Linked DNA regions of Cricetulus griseus: region 1 is linked to region 2. The links are chromatin contacts, called in public Micro-C maps. All regions are on one chromosome and are shown on one strand. The core of a region is the stretch at or near the end of the contact, and the rest is flanking DNA. Distances in the headings are between cores, read along the strand shown.

Region 1 (3,898 bases), core at 1,235-3,734, 63 kb before region 2:
ACTCAAATAAGAGTAAGGAAAAAATGAAATATTACAGGAGGCTTGTAGAATTACATAGATTATTCCATCCGGGCCCTCTTGCCTTGATGAAAATAACACTGGACCATCTCAGTACAAGCAGACAGACACATTAGGATAAGCACTGGCTTGCTGGATAGGGCAGAACAGGAGTGAGGCGTGAGCACGCAAAGCACAAGTCATTTTAGTTCGTTTCTGGTGAGACCAGGAGAACCTAGAGAAGTTCAAACAAGCTGACTCAGTCACCAGAACACGGATGGCATTATTAATCCTTGCAAGAGCAAACATCGTGTGCAAAGATGGAAAGTGCTGCAAAATGAACACTGAAAGGTAGCGACTTGGGGATTTCAAACGCAAGAAAACTGGAAAGATAAAGTATGTTGAAAATGGTCTTCGATGACGGTAGCCCTGAGGTCGTTAGGGCAAGCTAGGGTCACTGTGGCCATGTAAAACTTTTCATTAAGATTTTAAACTGGGATTGTGAGGTGAGTTTTCACGTTTGAAACAGTAACCCGGCCTTAAAAGTAGAGCGTGGACTGGACAGCAAAGGGACAGCCAACCAACTAAACGGGGTGGGTATTCCAAAAACCTTTGCTAACTGGATGAGACTATCTCGGAGGAGAAGCGAGTCTCTCAGCCCCGGCGCATTTTAAGGCAGAAAACACGGTGGACTCTGGACTGTCGCCAGTTGTTTTAAGCCTGTTAGTTTTCAGAACTTTCAAACGTGATGAGAACCAACACAGCAAAAAGATGAAGTCACACAGCTCTGTAGTCAGTCTCAGTGGAAATTCATGCTTGACACTTTCTGGTTGTGATCTCCTGACAGTGACTTAAGGCTTCTCCATGCCTCACTATAAAATATTGTTCTGTACCCCTCACGGGATTGCAGAAAACGAAAAATGAGATGATGTATTAAAAAAAAGAAAAGCACAGCCTCTGGCACACAGTAACCCAATAAATATATATTTATGAACTATGTTTGATGTTCGGCATCATAAATACATAAAATACATGATCAACAGGAACATTTGTTAAATAGAGCCACATTTTTTCTACACTTAGCCGAGAGGTCAATTCAATCACACTTTTTTCTATAAACCTCAGAGACAGTTTAAAATACTAAACGGTTCCTCACATTCACGTAAGTTAAAACTTCCGACGATATTGAGAAAGTAACTTTCTAAAGGCAAGATAGCTATGGGCATTTTCATAATGGTTGGAGTCGCCGTGGACACCTAAGTCATTTGACATCTCTCCGAAGACTGATCTTGTATAAACCCTAACTTCCAAGTCACACTAAGCCTGAAGTTTTTTTTTTTTTTAAAGTTCGGGAATCTGGAAAGGATAAAGCCATAACGATGCTGGACACCTGCCCTGACCCAATCAGGTTAGGTGTTCAAAGTCCCAAGTAAGCATTTCTAAGTGCCATGCTTAAAAAGAAACAGTAGGTGAAGATACTGCCCTGCGATTGCAGCACCAGGAACCACACGCCCGGGGTCCAGCGTGCACCGCCCGCGGACAGCTCCCGGCTTGGGTGAACAGACCCCACCGTTTCTACAACAGCAGCGGGAGGCGACAGGGGCGGCCGGGCCAAAGTCGCCTCCCCTTGGGTCGGCCCCGCATTCCTGCCCGGGTCTATACTTAACCTCCAGCCCGCGCCCCGTGCCACCGCGCCACGCCGTGTACCGTATTAGGCAATGCCCAGCGAGCGGCGGCAGGCGGCCCCGCCCCGCTCCATTCAACCCTGCTGCGCCCCTCCCCCACCGCTCCGCGCGCCCACGCCGCCCCGCGACCCCCAGGGGCCCAGCACGCGCGCTCTCGCTCTATGCGCCCCGGCCGCGCGCCCAGAGTGCTCCGACCGTCAGCGGCCGAGCGCCTGCGCTCCCTCTCCATGTGCGCCCGCCGCGCCGCGACCCCCGGCCGCCCAACACGCGCGCTCTCGCTCCAAAAGACCCCCCGCCGCGCGCCTCCGCCTCGACCCCTCAAGGCTTCTCAGCGCGCTCTCGTTCCACCCCATGCGCGCGCCCTCGCCGCGGTTCGACCCCCCAGCAGCCCCGCGAGAGAGCGAGCGAGAGAGCGAGCGAGCGCGCGCTCCCCGCGTCCCCGAGCCCGGAGAGATGGCTCAACTGCGCGCGGAGCGTGGAAGGACCGCCGCGCGCACGTACCCGGCGGTCATGGCGATGTTGTAGAAGGTGAGCCAGGCGGTGGCCAGGAAGCCTAGGCGTCTCCTCTTGCCGGTGGCTTCCTTCTCGTCGCTGGCCTCCGAGGCGCCGTTGGTGCCGTCCTCCTCACTGGACGCCATGGTGACCGCGCACGCTGGCCTGGAGGAGCAGCGCACAGGAGCGGGAGGGGCCGGCCGAACGAGCCACTGAAGCGCCGCTGCCCGCTGCCGCCGCCGCCCTCGGCCCAGCGCTCCATGTGCGACGCGCGGGGGGTCGGCGCCGCCAGCTCGGCTGCCCGCGAGGGGGAGGAGCGCGCCCCCGGCCGCGCGCCCCGCCCCGGCGCCGCCTCTCGGGAGCGCGCACTCGGGGCCCCGGCCCCGGCCCCGGGGTGAGCCAGCCGGGGTCACCGCTTCGAGGCGGTACTGCGCAGCGCGCTCCCGCCGAAGAGCTGTCCGCGCTGGCTGCGACCTCTTCCTAGAGAGACGCGGGCGACGCGCGTCCTGGCAGTGGGTGCCCGGCTGGTACTCCTTGTCCAGACGGAGTGAGCGCATATGGAGTGGCGAGGGTTCTGCCCCAGGAGCAGGATCGCCCCACCAAAGACTCGGTCTTCCGAGCTTCTGGATAAGCAGCGCCCGCCTAGCCTTGTCCCGTGTTATTATGGGCCAGATGGGTATGTGGGTTTTAGCGAGTCTTTTCTAAAATTGTAAAGGGAAGGTGAGGGAAAGGACGTGGCAAAACCCGGATAGGTGTTAGGGGTTCGTACAGGAACCCCAGACGCAGGTTAACAAGTTCCCTGTCCTGTTGGGAAGAAATACCGTCCCACCCACCCCACCCCCGCTTTCCACACATAATCTCTCATTTTTCTCTCTTCCTTTCAAGAACCATCCTTCCGATAGCCTCCATTCCCCTTATAGCTCGTGGATAAGAAAGAAGGCTCCCGAGTCAGCTTCCTGAAATTCAACCCCCAAATTCCTGACTCCACCTTTCTGTGACTTGGTAGTTTATGTATGCCTAAATTTCCTCAAATAAAAATAGAATAACGCACCTCATAGGGTTAAGTAAAATATCCATCAAAAAGCAGGTACTGACATGCTACAGTTTTTTACCTCAGATATGCGTGCTAATACTTTTTCTGGTGACCTTGCTTATAATCCAGGGAAAGAAATTTTGCAAAGGGCAACTGAAGGTGTTAGGTAGTTCCTAAACAGGAGTCTAGACACTGGCAGAGAGGACAAATGACTCTACAGGCCAGCCCATGAGCTACTCTCTCTCTGTGTACATCATATTGGGCAAAGACTAGGACCTGGAAGAGCTCATCATGGCCAGGAGCATTATTCCCCTAATTTGGGAAATGTAGGATAGAAAAAAAATAAGTAAAACCTTGCAACAAGAAAGTGTTATATGGATAAGTTTACTAAAGCGCGTGCTAGGCCTGTGCACTGAACACTAAATCACAGCTGCAAGCTAGGCCTCGGATTCTCAATGTGTTGGAATGTCAGTTCTCTCTGAATGCCAGTGGATTTTATTTGACAAGCTAAAATCTAAAAATCCATGAAAGTGTAAGAGCATGTACATAGCCTACTTTAAGCCTTACCCTAAAACTACAATCTTCAACATAGCATAGTAAGTAAAGGGAGGCATGGACCAGTGTTACTGCAGAGTCCAAATACACTAAAAGCTGAGCTAATTCAGTGTGGGAATTGTAATCTTTTCAATAA
Region 2 (4,321 bases), core at 660-3,159:
ATTAGCAAGCCATATAGGATGTTATCCCCATTTGAAATATAACTACATTCTCTCAAGTTGTATTACATACATGCATACATATGTATGTATTTTCTGGCTGCCTTTGTGCAGAACTTACTAAAGAGATAGTGTGGTCCTCATGCTGACTATGTGGCCCCTGGTATAGATCAGTGTAGAACACTTTTCAGAACTTGGTTTTCTTGCATTTGTTTCTTGTATTAGAAGCTGATGTGTTTGAGACCACTTCCTGCCATGATTTTCCATTTTCTTTCTCTTCTTTTACATTTCTTTTTCCGCTGTACAGATAAAAGCCTCATCCTGTGCCCACAATGAACCTTACTGTGGTGCATTGATTTCTAGCAGCATTTCCATATATTGGCAGCACAGTCAAATGGTTTCATACATTTTTGCAACAATTAAAAAAAAAACCAGCTGGGGTGTTAACCGTGCACACCATTAATCCCAGCACTCAATTTTACTTCACATGTGTGGGCATTTTTGCCTGGATTTTTATGTCTGTGCACCATTTGTATTTCTGGTGCCCACAGCGGCCAGAAAGGAGGCATTGAGTTTCCCTGGAACTGGAATTCTGATGCTGTGGAGGTGCTGGGAATTGAATGTGGGTCCTCTGAAAGAGCTGCCAGGGTTCTCAATTGTTGAATCATCTCTTCAGTCCTTAAAAATAATTTTTAATGATAATCTACTGAAGATTCCTGTTGTGACACTGAGCAGCGATGGAAATATTCAGTGGCACTGCTCTAATAGCTTGAAATAAAAACAAGTTTTCTCATTAGTTTCACCTATAAGGACATAAAATATGAATATGAATGACCTTGAATCCTGGCTCATTTGATTCTGTTAAAACTTCGTTCCTTCATTATATTCTTCTATATAGAAATCATTAATGCATACAGATTTAAGTCTTGCCAATTTATATACATATTTTTGTTTTAAAGAAATTTGGCATAGTCTTCTAAAAGACTTTAAAGTGCATTTAGATAAAATTTTGTAGGAGATAATGAGCAGAAATATAATTAAGTTTAAGGAGGAAAATGATCAATTTGGAATTGCTTATTTAAAAACAGTTGTTGTTTTTGTGGTCCGGGGGATGGCACCTAGAGTCTTTTACATGCCAGGGAAGTGGTCTTGTAGTGAGCCACATATGCATCCTGGTCTAAATGATGGTGGTGCTCCTTTGACTTTGAGAGAAACAAGAATATGGATGAGTGCTACGTATTAAGGAGTCCAATTGGGTCAGAGAACGTTCTGCTTGGCCAGATTGCATTACAGAAGGAAATGTCTGAGTACTCAGTTGTGGCTCATATAGAAACCATGTTGCATTAACAGGAGATGAACGTTTGTTTCTGCTGCCTAAAATGTCTTAAAATGAACATGAATCTTTTACCTGAAGGAACATCCATTTTAAAGTACAGGAGCTTTCCTCTGCTTCCAGCCTAACAGTTAATTCATCTCTCAAACAGTCTGTGTTTGAAGTAATAGTTTTACTCAGAATCTGTAGTCCTTAAATTATTAGCTGTGTTTACCTCTGTGTAATAGCATCACTATATAGAAAATTTGAGTGAGAAAAATTTGTAATAATTTTCATAGAATTTGGTAAATGAAAAGACAGATCTTGTATAATGTATATTTATGCACCTGCCGTTTTATAGTTCCTTCAGTCGTAAGTATTAAGGGATTCTGAGATAGACCCAAGTAAGTGGTTTGAGATATTATCATCTGTCTTTCCCACAAAAAGAATAAACCACAAGCTGTTTTCTTCTTTTATGAATAACCGAAATGTTGATGGAAAGAGAACATATTAAATCCTTAGAGCTCCTCTTAGAAGAACAGCTGTGAAAAGCCTGAGCTCTGTCTGTGGAACAGCTGTCAAACTCACTGCCAGTGAGAAGTAATGACTGAGTTGTTAGTCATAGCAGGCTGTCTTGAGAGGGATGTTCCAACTGTTGTGTGGCTAAGCTACAGCTGCTCCACAACAGTGAAATTCTTGAACATGATATAAGAGATTGGGGAAATTATACCCTGTAAGTTTAAATGGATGTCCTGTTCTAATATGAACATTTTGAAAAATAACTACAAATAGCATGGAAAGGTCTGATTTTTGCATGGTGCTAAAACATATATGAGATGCTAAAAACATAAAAGAACATTAACCTAACTATGAACTATAAAAATCTTCAATCTAAAGCCAGGCGGAGGTAGTGTATGCCTTTAACTCAGGAGGCAGAGGAAGGTGGATTTCTGTGAGTTTGAGGCCAGCCTGGTTTACAAAGTGAGTTAGTTTCAAGGCAGCCAGAGTGGTTACACACACACAAAAAAAATAAAAAACCTGTCCTGGGGTTATGTGGGGGAATCTTAGTTGGTAATTGAGTTGTCAAAGTGAGAACATAACCCTTTGATAGAGATTGGTTGCTTTTGACAGTAGCTGTTTAATTTCTGTAGGATAAAATGGACCAGTTGTTACAGATGCTGCAAAGTACAGATCCCAGTGATAATCAGCCAGACTTACCAGAGCTACTTCATCTCGAAGGTAAACCTTTTTTTCTGTCCACCTTGGAAGCAAAGAATAGCCAGAGATCTTGCTGTACTGCTCAAGAATGGCTTTTGAGAGTGATCTTAGAAATGAACATTACACCTTCTTCCTGTGCCTGTATTACATTTCATGTGCTGTTTAAATCTTGAGTAGAGGTTGATATCACAAACCTTACTATACAAATTATTTTATTCAGCATCTTAAATTTCTTATAAAATGAAAAAAAATTGAAGTCAGTGAATTTTAGGTTCTGTTGACCAAGGATAATTAATATTTTTATTACTTCATATTAAACTTTTCATTTCTTTAATGAATATTTTTCAGAAGTTTACTTTCTTGTTTTTTATTCCTTAAAATTGTCATCTTAGCGATGTGTCACCAGATGGGACCTCTCATTGATGAGAAGCTGGAAGATATTGATAGGTAAAGAACTTGTATTGTGTCTGACTTGTATATCTTTCTCTGAAAGCATTTCAGTAAACTGCCATTTTAAAAAGGTACTCCGGCAGCCGGGCATTGGTGGCGTACGCCTTTAATCCCAGCACTCGGGAGGCAGAGGCAGGCGGATCTCTGTGAGTTTGAGGCCAGCCTGGTCTCCAGAGCGAGTGCCAGGATAGGCTCCAAAGCTACACAGAGAAACCCTGACTCGAAAAACCAAGGGGAAAAAAAAAAAAAGGTACTCCAGCCTGTAGAGATGGCTCAGATGGTAAAGTGCCTGCCACATAACTGCAAGGAACTGAGTTTGGATCCTCAACGCCCACACAAAAAGCTGAGCATGGTGGTGCATGCCTGTAAACCCTGCCAGGGCAGTGAGGGTGGGTAGAGGAAGGAAGACGTATGGTGCAGATGGGCAGATCTCTGCCCATCCAGCCTAGGTGCCTCTATTAGCTGCAGGTGCTGTAAGAGTTCCTGTCTCAAAACGAAAGGTAGAGAGCCATATAGAAACCACCAGTGTGTCTCATTCCTCTGTGTGTGCATACAGCTGCCACGTACACAACACACACAGATAGTACTTCAAAGAACCATTCTCTATTCACCATTCTCACCTTGATGTGAGGATTTGGACTCATTTGTCCTTTTTTGAAAAGCAAGGCTTCTGTGGACCTTCACTGTCTTCTTTTTTTATATAACTGTGCTTACTAAGGTGGCATTACCAGAGCCCACAGGCTGGCATCTGTTGACAAGTGAGCAGATCTAGACAGTTCCAGGTACAGTCAGGTACTCCAGCATGGGATCTAACCTGAAACCATTTTTCTGTTGTCTCAGAGCCAAGGGAGAAGGTCTTTTTGTCCTGTCTATTTGTATTTAGAATCACTATTTAGAACATTGTATCATTTAGCAATCAAATTATTGTGTAATGTTTCAGAAAGCATTCAGAACTCTCAGAACTAAATGTGAAGGTGATGGAAGCTCTTTCATTGTATACGAAGTTAATGAATGAAGATCCAATGTATTCTATGTATGCAAAATTACAGAATCAGCAGTATTATATGCAGTCGTCTGGTGTTTCTGGTTCCCAGGTATGTTTTGTAAAGCTCAGGAGTGTTGTGCAAAATCTTGAATGCACTTGAGATGATTTGGAATGTGTGTTTTTGTAAAAAATACGTGCATATATGTGTGTGTCTTTGTCTTTGAGTATTTGCCACTTGTGTGTATTGGGCCCCTTCGGTGTTAAATATCCCCCGGAGCTAGATTTGCAGATGTTTTTGAGCTGTCTGATGTGAGTTCTGGAAACTGAACTTGGGTTTCCTAAGAGCAGGAAGTGCTTTT

Evidence for each region. A called contact is a pair of places that touch in the nucleus more often than the background predicts.
Region 1: a Micro-C map of the CHO-K1 cell line shows a contact between it and region 2, with 3 times the contacts expected there. The contact joins the promoter of Hacd1 here to the enhancer-like site in region 2.

Annotation. Positions count from the first base shown.
Region 1 is chr3:218,608,123-218,612,020 of CriGri-PICRH-1.0, reverse strand. It overlaps Hacd1 (very-long-chain (3R)-3-hydroxyacyl-CoA dehydratase 1), which reads right to left and starts at 2,484. Exons shown (of 7, transcript XM_027405249.2): 1 at 2,184-2,484. The coding sequence starts at 2,320.
Region 2 is chr3:218,544,294-218,548,614 of CriGri-PICRH-1.0, reverse strand. It overlaps Stam (signal transducing adapter molecule 1), which reads left to right. Exons shown (of 14, transcript XM_027405250.2): 10 at 2,461-2,548; 11 at 2,920-2,974; 12 at 3,918-4,071. Among named protein-coding and RNA genes, the nearest start is that of Tmem236, 33 kb to the right of the region's middle. Within about 2 kb of position 1,909, at least 1 of the 6 cell types and tissues checked has open chromatin away from gene starts, as enhancers often do. A contact at or near this core is called in the CHO-K1 cell line, where this site is marked.